2 separate regions of the Ovis aries genome follow, and region 1 is linked to region 2. Evidence: chromatin contacts called from public Hi-C data. All regions are on one chromosome and are shown on one strand. The core of a region is the stretch at or near the end of the contact, and the rest is flanking DNA. Distances in the headings are between cores, read along the strand shown. Region 1 overlaps LOC101110740 (transducin-like enhancer protein 1). Region 2 holds the start of LOC121818625 (spermatogenesis-associated protein 31D4-like).

Region 1 (5,203 bases), core at 890-3,389, 65 kb before region 2:
TTTTTTGTACACCTAGTCCCTCGGCTGCCCCCTTTGCTTTAAATGATCTTGCCCTCCGCTGCATAGCCTTTCCTAGGAGTGAAAAGGAAGGGAAAAATGATGCACTTTAATATCATCTCCAGTTATTGGAGGTAGTGAAGAAGGGAGAGGAGAGAAATGCACATCCCATATTTGAAACAGTCAACAGAAATGATTGGGGACTTTCATTTGCTATGAGTTATAATCTAGTCCCTTTTCCTGATGCAATCAAGGACCACACGGTCAACTTTCCCCTTTACTCGAAGTTCTATCTCTTCCTGGTCAAACATGAGGTCATTTACAGTGTGGGAGAAGGCAGACAAAGAGGAGACCCTGCCCCACAACTTCAGTCCCTCTGTGTTTCTCCCTGTTGAGCTGAGATAATTGCTTACACCGAAGTTACGCAATTGGTTTTAAAGAATAATATAAGCACAGAAAGAGAAAATAACAGCTTCTCAAATATTTTTTCCTAAGAATTAAAGAGGAGAAAAAAAAATTGTCAAGAAACGAATGAAAAGGCTTCTGTGAGCTACTTGAGTCATTTCATCGCCTTCCAGAGGAAAAAAAAAACCTACTTTGGTGGGAGAAAACCAGATGTCCCCTAAACCATGGAAGGAGCTCCTAAACACTGCCTTTTTTCATCCACAAAAACAGTAAAACAAAAAGTGTTTGGCCTTAACTTAATGAAGCGGCACGTTGATGAAGGTGGACAAGGAGCAGTGGAGACACTGGGTCTTTGTCTGAAGGTGTGGGGGCTGCCAGGCGCTGGCCCTCCGCAGGTCCCCACCCGCATCCATCCTCAGTCCCTGCCATCCTCACCATCGGGGAGCGCCCATAAGCCACCACGGCGGCAGCAGCCGCAGCTGCACTCATCTGCGGTGACATGTTGTGGAGACTGGCGTAGGCGGCGCTGGGGCTGGTCAGCTCACCATTCATGCCCGCGTGGGGCACCATCCCAAATGGTGCGGGGTATGGGCCAGGCACCGCCAGGGGCGTCCTCAGGCCAGCTGCTGCAAGGAAGCACAAGCCACAGTGACTCACCTGGCCACTCAGGTCAGCCTGATCATCAATTTCAGGGCCCTCTTTAGTGCCTCTTGTTATAGAGTAGGAGGGAAGGCTGGTGGTGTGGGGGGTGAGGGGTGGGGTGTGGGGGTCCGGGGGGGTGTTGTGGGGGGAGGGTATCACCTCCAATTCCTACACAGGGTCCCGGTCCCTTCTTCCCTACAGCTGAACTCCTCTCCAGGAAAGAATGGACTCCAAGGGGAGCACTGCCCACACATTTCCCCCTTGTACATCCACTTGACAACACTGGGAAACCAGGGGAATTAAGCAGCATTATTGTACCTAACTGGCAGAATGCACCACCTTCTGACTTAAACTCAGAAGGTTCTCCTGATAAAAATCCATGATTTCTCCTTCAGCTTGAACTTTCCATTTCTGGTACCAATTTCAAATAAAAACCTGATCCTGGATTTATGTAAACAAGAGCACAGGTTTAGGAGGAATATTCTGGGGCCTCTTTACCGCCTGGTCCAGGGTATTACATTTTCCCTCTCCCAGGGAGGAAGATACAGTGAAAAGTTATGAGTTTGCTCAGGGGCTAGAGTCTCAGTGAAACCCTCCCAATTTCTCCTGGAAGAGAAACCACTGATTCCTAAGGGATGTACCAGCAGAACACTGGCCAACTGAAGCACACAAGAAACACACTGGGGCCGGCCAGACCGGCTGTTTCAGTCAACATTAGCAATCTCAGACACACAATGATAGTTTGGTAAGGAGCTTACGTGCAGAATAATTATCAGAAACTTTATTGAAGTCCTTGGGATTTGGATTATTTGGAAATAAAAGAAAAGCCAAATGTAAACAGTCGGAGACTGAACAGGGTACAGCTGCTGAAACCCAAGGACAAACATCTGTTTCTTATCATAGCTTTTCAGAGATAAGAAGGAGGGAGGCAGGCAGAAAGCACCTCTCATATTCACGGGGAAATGCCCTATGAGATGAATAGACAAATCAAGTTGGGAAACAGAAAAACAAAACCCAGCCCACGAGGGGCAATGCCTTACCCGCTTGGTTGACGAGGGGGTCCATGGCTGGAGGCTTGCCGAGGCCTGGACGGAGTCCTGGAGTGGCGCTGGTGCCCGGCGTTGGCATGTCACTCCGAGGCGTCGGTGTGCTGGATTTCAGCACAGGCGTGCTGGCTTTTTCATGCTGGTATCATTAAACAAATTAAATGAGTATTATTTTTAATCCAAGCCATATTACACAATTTATCACAACAGCAGCTGGAACACTGGGCACCTTCTAGCTACTCCCTCGGCCAATTTTCATAAATCCACACAATGTTGACAGCATTAACTTGTGAGTGAGAAATGTTGACCTTTCCTCTTCCTGCCAGAATTAAAACTCTAGCTAGAGACACAGAACATGATCACACGCCTTCCTCCGTAGATTTTATTTTAAAAAGTATTTTTCCATCAGGCTTGTGGACTTTGGATCTAGTCCAAGTAAGAATGATGACCACACAGAGGAAAGTTCTTGGTCACTCAGAAACAAATGCCTCCATCACCGAGAATATCAGAGGGGGGAACCCCCTTACCAACCTTTCCACCCTTGCCTTTTAGTGGCAGTGGGATTGAGACTGACAGTGAGAGACAGCTGAGCCATCAACTTGATGAGAAGCAAACTAGCATTTCAGAGGCAAAAGCCCTAGAAGTAGCCCTATCATTTTAAGAGATGTAACTAAAGAAAATTACTCTTTGGCATTCAGCGGCAGCACCCATTTGCCTGCATAAACAGTGTGGACCCACTAGTGTAAGAGGCCTTCGGGAGTCAAGATGGTAACAGGGTCACAGGGCACCTTCTTCTGCATCTCAACCTTTCGTGTCCTTTAAGCCAGTCTGAGAAGTGCTCTGAGATAGCAAAGAACACAGGCTAGAGAGACCCCAGCTCTTTCTGGCCTGGGAGTCCATGTGCTGTGTAAACTTGGCAAGCTCCTCAAGCTTGTCAACTTGAGGCCTGCCTCCCCATCAGTAAAATGGGATAATGCCTTGAGGGACCACACAGGGATTAACTGCAGAGTTGCTATGGTGTAGTTACGGTGAGTGGAGAGATGAGACACTCCACAATGTCTGGTGAATGACTGAGAGCATGAATAGGCCTGGTACCACCCTCATCCCTCCTCCAGTTCCAGGTTACCTCTGGTGCCACCTTGAGTACATCACCATCTGCCTGGTAACCCAATCACAACATGACCCAACAGGACGGGTCAGTCTAAAACCAGGGGAAATGCACCGCTTAAGAAAGTGAAGGACTTCATACGACCTACGGTGTTCAAACCATTTGTCAAGTAAGACGTTTCAGAGAGTCTGTGCCACAGACACATCCCCCAAGAAAGCAGGCAGGCAGGGAAGCTTATCTTGCTCCAATTATGGCCCAGAAGAGACGACCCAGAGGGAAAAAGGAATCACCCAGGGACAGAGAGAAGAACCATGAGTTTCACTTTGAAACCCTTAAAAATCTATAACTCAGTCATTAAAAACCCCGTATTTCAAATATATTAGGGAACCTCTGGTTCCCCAAGAAAACCGAACTGTTAAATAGGCAAGTGACAGTTCTTATGACCTACCAAGCTCATTTCTTTGGATTTCAAAGAAGTGGAACTTCCCGAGGAGGCAGTGGACGCCGGGCTGCTGGAGGCGTCTTTCTTCAGCAGGCGGGTTTTGTCAATCCCATTTTCCCTGGGTGAATGGGCGGGGCTTGCACGGGGAGATGAGGGGTCCTCCAGAAGCACAAGCAAAGGTCTCATGATTTCACTCACAACAGATGGATCTTTCCCTTTACACACTCTGTTTCCATACCAGTTCTCCAAATTAAAGGAGAGTGCTCAAAGTCCTTGAGATTTGGGGGATTTGAGCACATGCACCTAATATTGTTGTTAAAACGAACAGGATGGTGTCTGCAAGCACACCGGTGGAAACACCATAAAGAAAAAAATCTAGAAACAATTGTGTCTCCCCTCATGCTCACATACTTTGCCCAGAGGGCACAGGACAGAAAGGAGCACCAGACACCAACTTAGGAATCCAAAATGGTTAGGGAGACAGATTATTTTTTTAAAGAAACAAGTTTGTGTTGTTTTCAGACCATTACTGCTTTATGAACACTCAGTAAATTCTTAATGTGTAAAGTTGCAAAAGACCAACATATGGTGGCTCCACATCCTTTCTCTCACAAGTTGCTCTAAAAATAAAGTTTGATGAAGAGAATGGTTACCTCATTAGAAACATCCACAACTAAGTTGTCATCGCTTTTGTCACCATCGCTATCCTAAAAAAAAAAAAAAAGAGAGAGAGATTTTAATGCCATTTACTAAAGGGATTGAGGCTCAATGAAATACCTATAGTTCTTGGTAGCAGACAGGCTAGAAAATGACCTGGGACATGCCTACGGGTTCCCTTACAGAATGCCAGCCCTGGTAATTAAGATCACCTTCTTCCCTTCTCATCTGACCCAGGGAGGTGCAGAGCCCCAGGCAGGAACTCTGTTGCAACAGCACACCAGCCATACAGTCACAGTGCGGATACAGGTGATGGCAACTTGTAAAACCCGGCACACAGTAAAGACTCAATAAATGTTTGCAACAGCTGAATCTCTTATAATCCGAAAACTACATGTCCTTCTTTAAGAGATCTTTCCCCAACGGATTTCAAACTAAGAACACAATTTCATACCATTGCTTTTACATGTATCACTTTGAAGGCTGTCAACAATTCTAGTGTTCATGGGCAATTCATAATTACAAAGACAAATTTGGACCTTGTTCCCATGGGGTTACTAATTACTGCAAAAAAAGTTATATAAAGCAAAAAAATAAATAAAGCAAAAAAAAAAAGTACAAACAACAAAGCTAAGTACTGGCTGAAATAACTACCAAGATCTAATCTAACTTCACGCTGGCTCTTTAGCAATCAACTTGGAATATTCTTGAGATGGAAGGAAGATAGGATGGCAGTATCTGGAGGGCACTGGCATCCTACAGTAGGGCTTTTAAAGGTCTTGACACGAAGCCATAAAATTGGCTCATCAGAGGAAACTCCATGGTTGTACTGAATTTGAAAAAGCTTCAGAAAAAAAAGCTGTTCAATTTAATAACGTGATCACCCCTACATCAAGTTCAGAGCAG
Region 2 (4,915 bases), core at 483-2,982:
CGCCCCCTCCCTCACGGGGCGATAATGACCCCGGGGACCAGAGGAGGAAACTCCCTGATGTTCCCCGTTCCCAGAGTCGCCGGGGCCACCTCCAGGCGCGCCGGAACCGGGGCCTCATTGACATGTAAATAGGCGAGACGAGAAACAAAGCGGGGGGCGCACTACCCGCCTGGGGAAGGGAGAGGATGCGGCCGCGGGAGAAACCCCAGTCTCAAGCGCCCCGCCCGCCCAGTCTAGACGTCAAGGAGGAGGGAGCCTAGAGCAAAGGGGGTAGAATTGAGAGTTTCAGCCCCCTTCCCATACAGGAGGAGAGGGCCCGGGACCTCCCAAGTCTTGTACCCTTTGGCGGCCAGGGGGCTCGGTCAGATTGTAGCAGCCACCCCTCTCCTCACCGACTACCACTCCGCCACCTCCCTGCCCCCCACTCCGCCACCACCGCGTCTCACCGGGTGCCGGCTCTGCGGGAACATCGCTCTGGCGGCGGCCGCGGCTCTGTTCCCGGGCAACTCAATTCTCCGCTCAATTTCCAACTTTAATCCCGCCGAAGAAAATTAAGCCGGGAAGCCAGGCAGAAGCGGGCAGCGCGCTGGCCACGCACGCAGGCGCGCTCGGCGGGACGCACAGACCACTCTGCTCCCGCCCGTGCGGACTCCCGCGCTCAGGGCCACATCAGAGGGCAGCCCGGGCCCGGCCGCACCAAGAACCTGCGGGACGCCGCTGGTGCTCGCGAGGAGGGCGCGGGGGCTGCGCTTCCACCAGCGGGCCTCGGCGGCCCGGGCTGAGAGATGACGAGCGCGGTGACTCGGTGCTCCCCTCGGCGATCCGCGTGCGCCGCAGCGGTCCCGGGCAACAAATCCAGGGGAAGACTGCTCTCCTTTGCTCCTCTCCCGGTCCGCCTCTTCTTCGGGTATTCCCCGAGGCGCCCGCCGGCGAGGTGCAGGTGGCGCGGCGCCCGCGGCTAACCCCACACAAACAAACCTGTCTGTGTTCAGGGGTGACCCCCTCGGGCCCAGGCAGCGCTCACGACCGGGAGCTCGCGGGCTCCCGTGAGGCGGCGGGGTGCGAGGTCCCGGTAGCAGCGGAGGCTCCCCGCCCGGCGCTCCGCAGCCTTAACCCGAGCGGAGGAGCGCGGGATGACGACGAGGCGGGGAAAGTGCGGAGGGCGCGCCGGGAGGCGGCCTGGCACGCCCAGTGCAGCGGCTCTGGGTGTTCTCCGAGGTTGCACAAACCCTCCTGGGGCGACGGGTCTACTCCGCCGAGGGCAGTCCCGCAGCCGCCCGCTGCTCCTCCAGACCTGGGCGCATCCGGGCGCCGCGGCCCGCGCGCACTCGTCCTGCACCGCCAGCCAGACCTCTCCGGACCCTTTCTCAGAGCCTCTCCGTCGACCCCCTTTCTTTCCTTCTCTTCGTCTGCCTCTCCTCAAAGGGCGCTCCAGCCCGCTTCAAAGTTCTCTTACGACCCGGGGAAAGACATCCAAGAGACGGTGAGGAAAAGCCCAAGAGTGCGCTCCGCCGCTCGGCCTCCTTCCCGGGCCGGCAAACTCCGCGGGCAAGTCCGGAGTAGTCGCGGAGGCGGTTAAGTTGCCGAGGGCAGGCGGAGGTCCCGGTTGGTGGCGCGGTTCCCGCCCGGTCCTGCGAAGGCGGGAGTGGCGCAGTCGGCTGCCTCGGGGACGCAGGACACAGGGTACCCGCCGCCGCCGCCGCCGCCGCCGCCGCTGCTCCTGCAGCCGCCGCTCCAGCCGCTGCCGCCGCCCGCGCCTCTCGCGCCGGTTACATTAACACGCGGTTTCACACTCCGGAGCTAACCAGCGCCGGCCCCGCCCAGCACCGCGCGGGCGGGGGGCGCGAGAGCAGAGCCGGCGGGGGACGTGAGCCTGTCTGGTGGAGAGGGGAGGGGGGGAAGGCCCTCGTCAGCCAATCGCGTGCGGCGCGCCCAACGTGGGGTGCTGACGAGAAGCCTCCCCAGAGCCTATGGCAGCGCGGCACCGGACAGGCCGTCTTACCCGGTCCCCCTCTCCTCTCCCACCCTACTTGCTTCCATCTCCGCCGTCTCCCCCGTCTCCCCTCCCATCCACCCCCACCACTCCTCCGCCAGGCGCGTCCTCCCGGGCTCGGTGAGGAACTGTTCCTGGACGAGCCGCGGGATGCCGAAACCAGCCAATGGGAAGCAGCGAGACGCGGAGATTGGCACGGTGGATGAGAAGGTCGGTGGGAAGGAGAGCGGCGGGGCCGGGCTGTCAATCAAAGTAACGTGGGGCCGGCAAGGGAGCGCGCGGGAGCGCGCGAGCAGGAGGGACACACGAGCGTGCAGCCTTGGAAGCCGGGGGTTCGAGTTTGCAGAAATCCTGCCACTTGTTCACTTTTCCCTTTAATGAAAATCCTCAGATCTCAGTGAAAGTAACCGGGAGACTAACCGCGTAGTTTCTTAAGAGGGAGAGTGGGTGCTTTTTGGTAGTTCAAGCCAAAGGTGTCTTTTGGAGTCCCCTGTTCGATGCTACTCTTGAAAGTGAGGTCACATTCAAAATTTCGTTGAAGGTTGTTTTCCCTTGAGCTGTCTTTACGCGAATGCCCGAGGAGTGGACTGTGCACTTCGTGGAAACTGCATAAATAGGCAACTCATTGGCTGCGTAGATACACCAGCGGCTTAGTACTAGGCTTCTAATGCCCACGCCCCCTTTTGCACTCAAGGTGGTAGGAATTGGTTTTTATTGGAGTATTTCAAACCACTTTGCAAAAAGATCGACCCGAGTTGGCGGGAAGGATACCGGAGGAGCTGTCAGGGTAAGGCTGGCGCGTCTCGATCACGGATGAGATGTTTTGCCCGCCGCGCGAAATCTCGGGTCCTTCTCTTTTAAAGTCCCGATTTCGCTGTACTGGTTAGAAGAGGGCTACTGAGAGTTCCAGGGGCCTCTCAGGAACACGACCACGAGTCTGTTTCCAATTTCTAGAAACAAAGGGAGACAATAGGATAAACAGCATTGAGACCTGAAAAACCTGTCCTGCCCACCCCACCCCCACAGTTCGGGTGGTACCCCCCTTTTAGCTATGTAAGGAGCTAAATGGGAAGCTTTGTGGAAAAAACGTCAAAAAATTCTTATGAGCTGGAACTTGACTTGAAAAGGATTTTGATTTTAAATAAACGGAGCATACTGCGTAAATCTCCAGTTTTTGTCAGTTTTTCTAAAATACATCCCACAGAAAACCTTCAGTATTGCTGTTTTTATACATTAAAGAGCAGTTCAGTTGAGCTATTTCCACATGATTGGTAAGTGAATAATGCTGTTTCAGCCAAATAGGGTTGAATTCTTCCATGAGAAAGACACATCTTTGACAAGCATTCATCTAATGTTGGAATATACTTCAGTTTTTGGTGTTAATGGCCCCCATGTTCCCATTATTTTACTTTCAAGAGAATTATGGAAAGGCATTTATTTAAACAGAAATACAGTTTATTCGAAGATTTGCTTTCACAGAGATCTTTTCCTTGAAATATTAAAAGAATCATTTTAGATAATACATTTCACTGGTGGAGTTCTTAAATATGTATGATATTGATTCGTCTATAATTGGATCAATCCCAAATATCAATTATAAATGAAAAATTAAAGAAGCGATTTTAGCCAGTCTGTACAACACCATAGTAATTCTCAAACAAGTTCAGTATTGTGGTTCATTAAGTGGGGTTAAAGGAGTGGGTTCTATTATTCATTTCTGCTGACACTGGAAATGAATAGCAAGGAAGCACTGCCCCTTTTCTTGGTTATATTTAGTGATGAGAACAGTCTTGCTCCACATACAGGAGTTTTTGAATCATACAACCATGGGTTGGCAACCTGTTGTTCAGTCGTGTCCGAGTCTTTGCAACCCCACGAACTGCAGCACACCAGGATTCCCTGTCCTTCACTGTCTCCCAGAGTTTGCTCAAACTGATTTCCATTAAGTCATTCTTTCTGGAGCTGTTTTTCCACTCTTCCCCAGTAACATACTGGACACCTACTGACCTGGGGGGCTCATCTTCCAGTGTCATATCTTTTTGCTTTTTCATACAGTTTGTGAGGTTCTTGAGGCAAACATACTGAAGTGGTTTGCCATTCCCTTCTTCAGTGAACTACATTTTGTCAGAACTCTCAACCATGACCTGTCTTTCTTGTGTGGCCCTGCACGGCTTGGTTCATAGCTTCCTTGAGTTGGGATTGGCAACCTGTGTGCCTTGAAATCACATAGTATTGGGTCACCTATACCAGTCTATGGTTGCTTCATCCCCTAATCAGCTCCAGGGTTGTGTAGAAAGTGCTTAGATTCTACAAATATGCCTCTGCATGCAGGGACAACTAGGGCAACTAAGACTTCTCAATGGCTTTACCCAAACTTTACTTTGATTGACTGGCACATGCTAGTAGTTAAGTTTAAGACTTCTCCGGTGACTCAGACGATAAAGCGTCTGCCTACAATGTGGGAGGCCAGGTTCAATCCCTGGGTTGGGAAGATCCCCTGGAGAAGGAAATGGCAACCCACTCCAGTACTCTTGCCTGGAAAATCCCATGGACAGAGGATCCTGGTAGGCTACAGTCCATGGGGTCACAAAGAGTTGGACACGACTGAGCAATTTCACTTTCAGAGAAGTTAAAACAGGAGTAAAAGTGTTGCTACTTCTCACCCTTCCCCATCCCCTTCAAAATGTGTTCTAACACATTTTTGTTTGTTTGTTTTAATTTTAATATGTTTTGGCTGTGTCAGGTCTTAGCTGCAGTACGTAGGATCTTTAGTTGCGGCATGTAGGATCTAGACCAAGGGTGGAACCTGGGCTCCTTGTATTGGGAGCGCAGAGCCTTACCCCTGGACCACTGTGGAAATCCCTAACACATTGTCAGTCAGTCAGTCAGTTCAGTCGCTCCATTGTGTCTGACTCTTTGCAA

Evidence for each region. A called contact is a pair of places that touch in the nucleus more often than the background predicts.
Region 1: a Hi-C map of tail adipose tissue shows a contact between it and region 2, with 1.7 times the contacts expected there. The contact joins the enhancer-like site here to the promoter of LOC121818625 in region 2. A contact is called at or near these places in 3 of 16 Hi-C or Micro-C datasets (hypothalamus, mixed tissues and tail adipose tissue).

What each region holds. Positions count from the first base shown.
Region 1 is chr2:55,306,672-55,311,874 of ARS-UI_Ramb_v3.0, reverse strand. LOC101110740 (transducin-like enhancer protein 1) reads right to left here. Exons shown (of 17, transcript XM_060410904.1): 7 at 4,294-4,347; 8 at 3,647-3,799; 9 at 2,085-2,229; 10 at 838-1,028. Among named protein-coding and RNA genes, the nearest start is that of TRNAE-CUC, 60 kb to the left of the region's middle. Within about 2 kb of position 2,139, at least 14 of the 54 cell types and tissues checked have an H3K27ac peak or open chromatin away from gene starts, as enhancers often do. A contact at or near this core is called in hypothalamus and tail adipose tissue, where this site is marked.
Region 2 is chr2:55,241,814-55,246,728 of ARS-UI_Ramb_v3.0, reverse strand. It overlaps LOC121818625 (spermatogenesis-associated protein 31D4-like), which reads left to right and starts at 1,732. Exons shown (of 6, transcript XM_060410898.1): 1 at 1,732-2,203. LOC101110740 (transducin-like enhancer protein 1) reads right to left here and starts at 1,776. Exons shown (of 17, transcript XM_060410904.1): 1 at 447-1,776. The coding sequence starts at 470.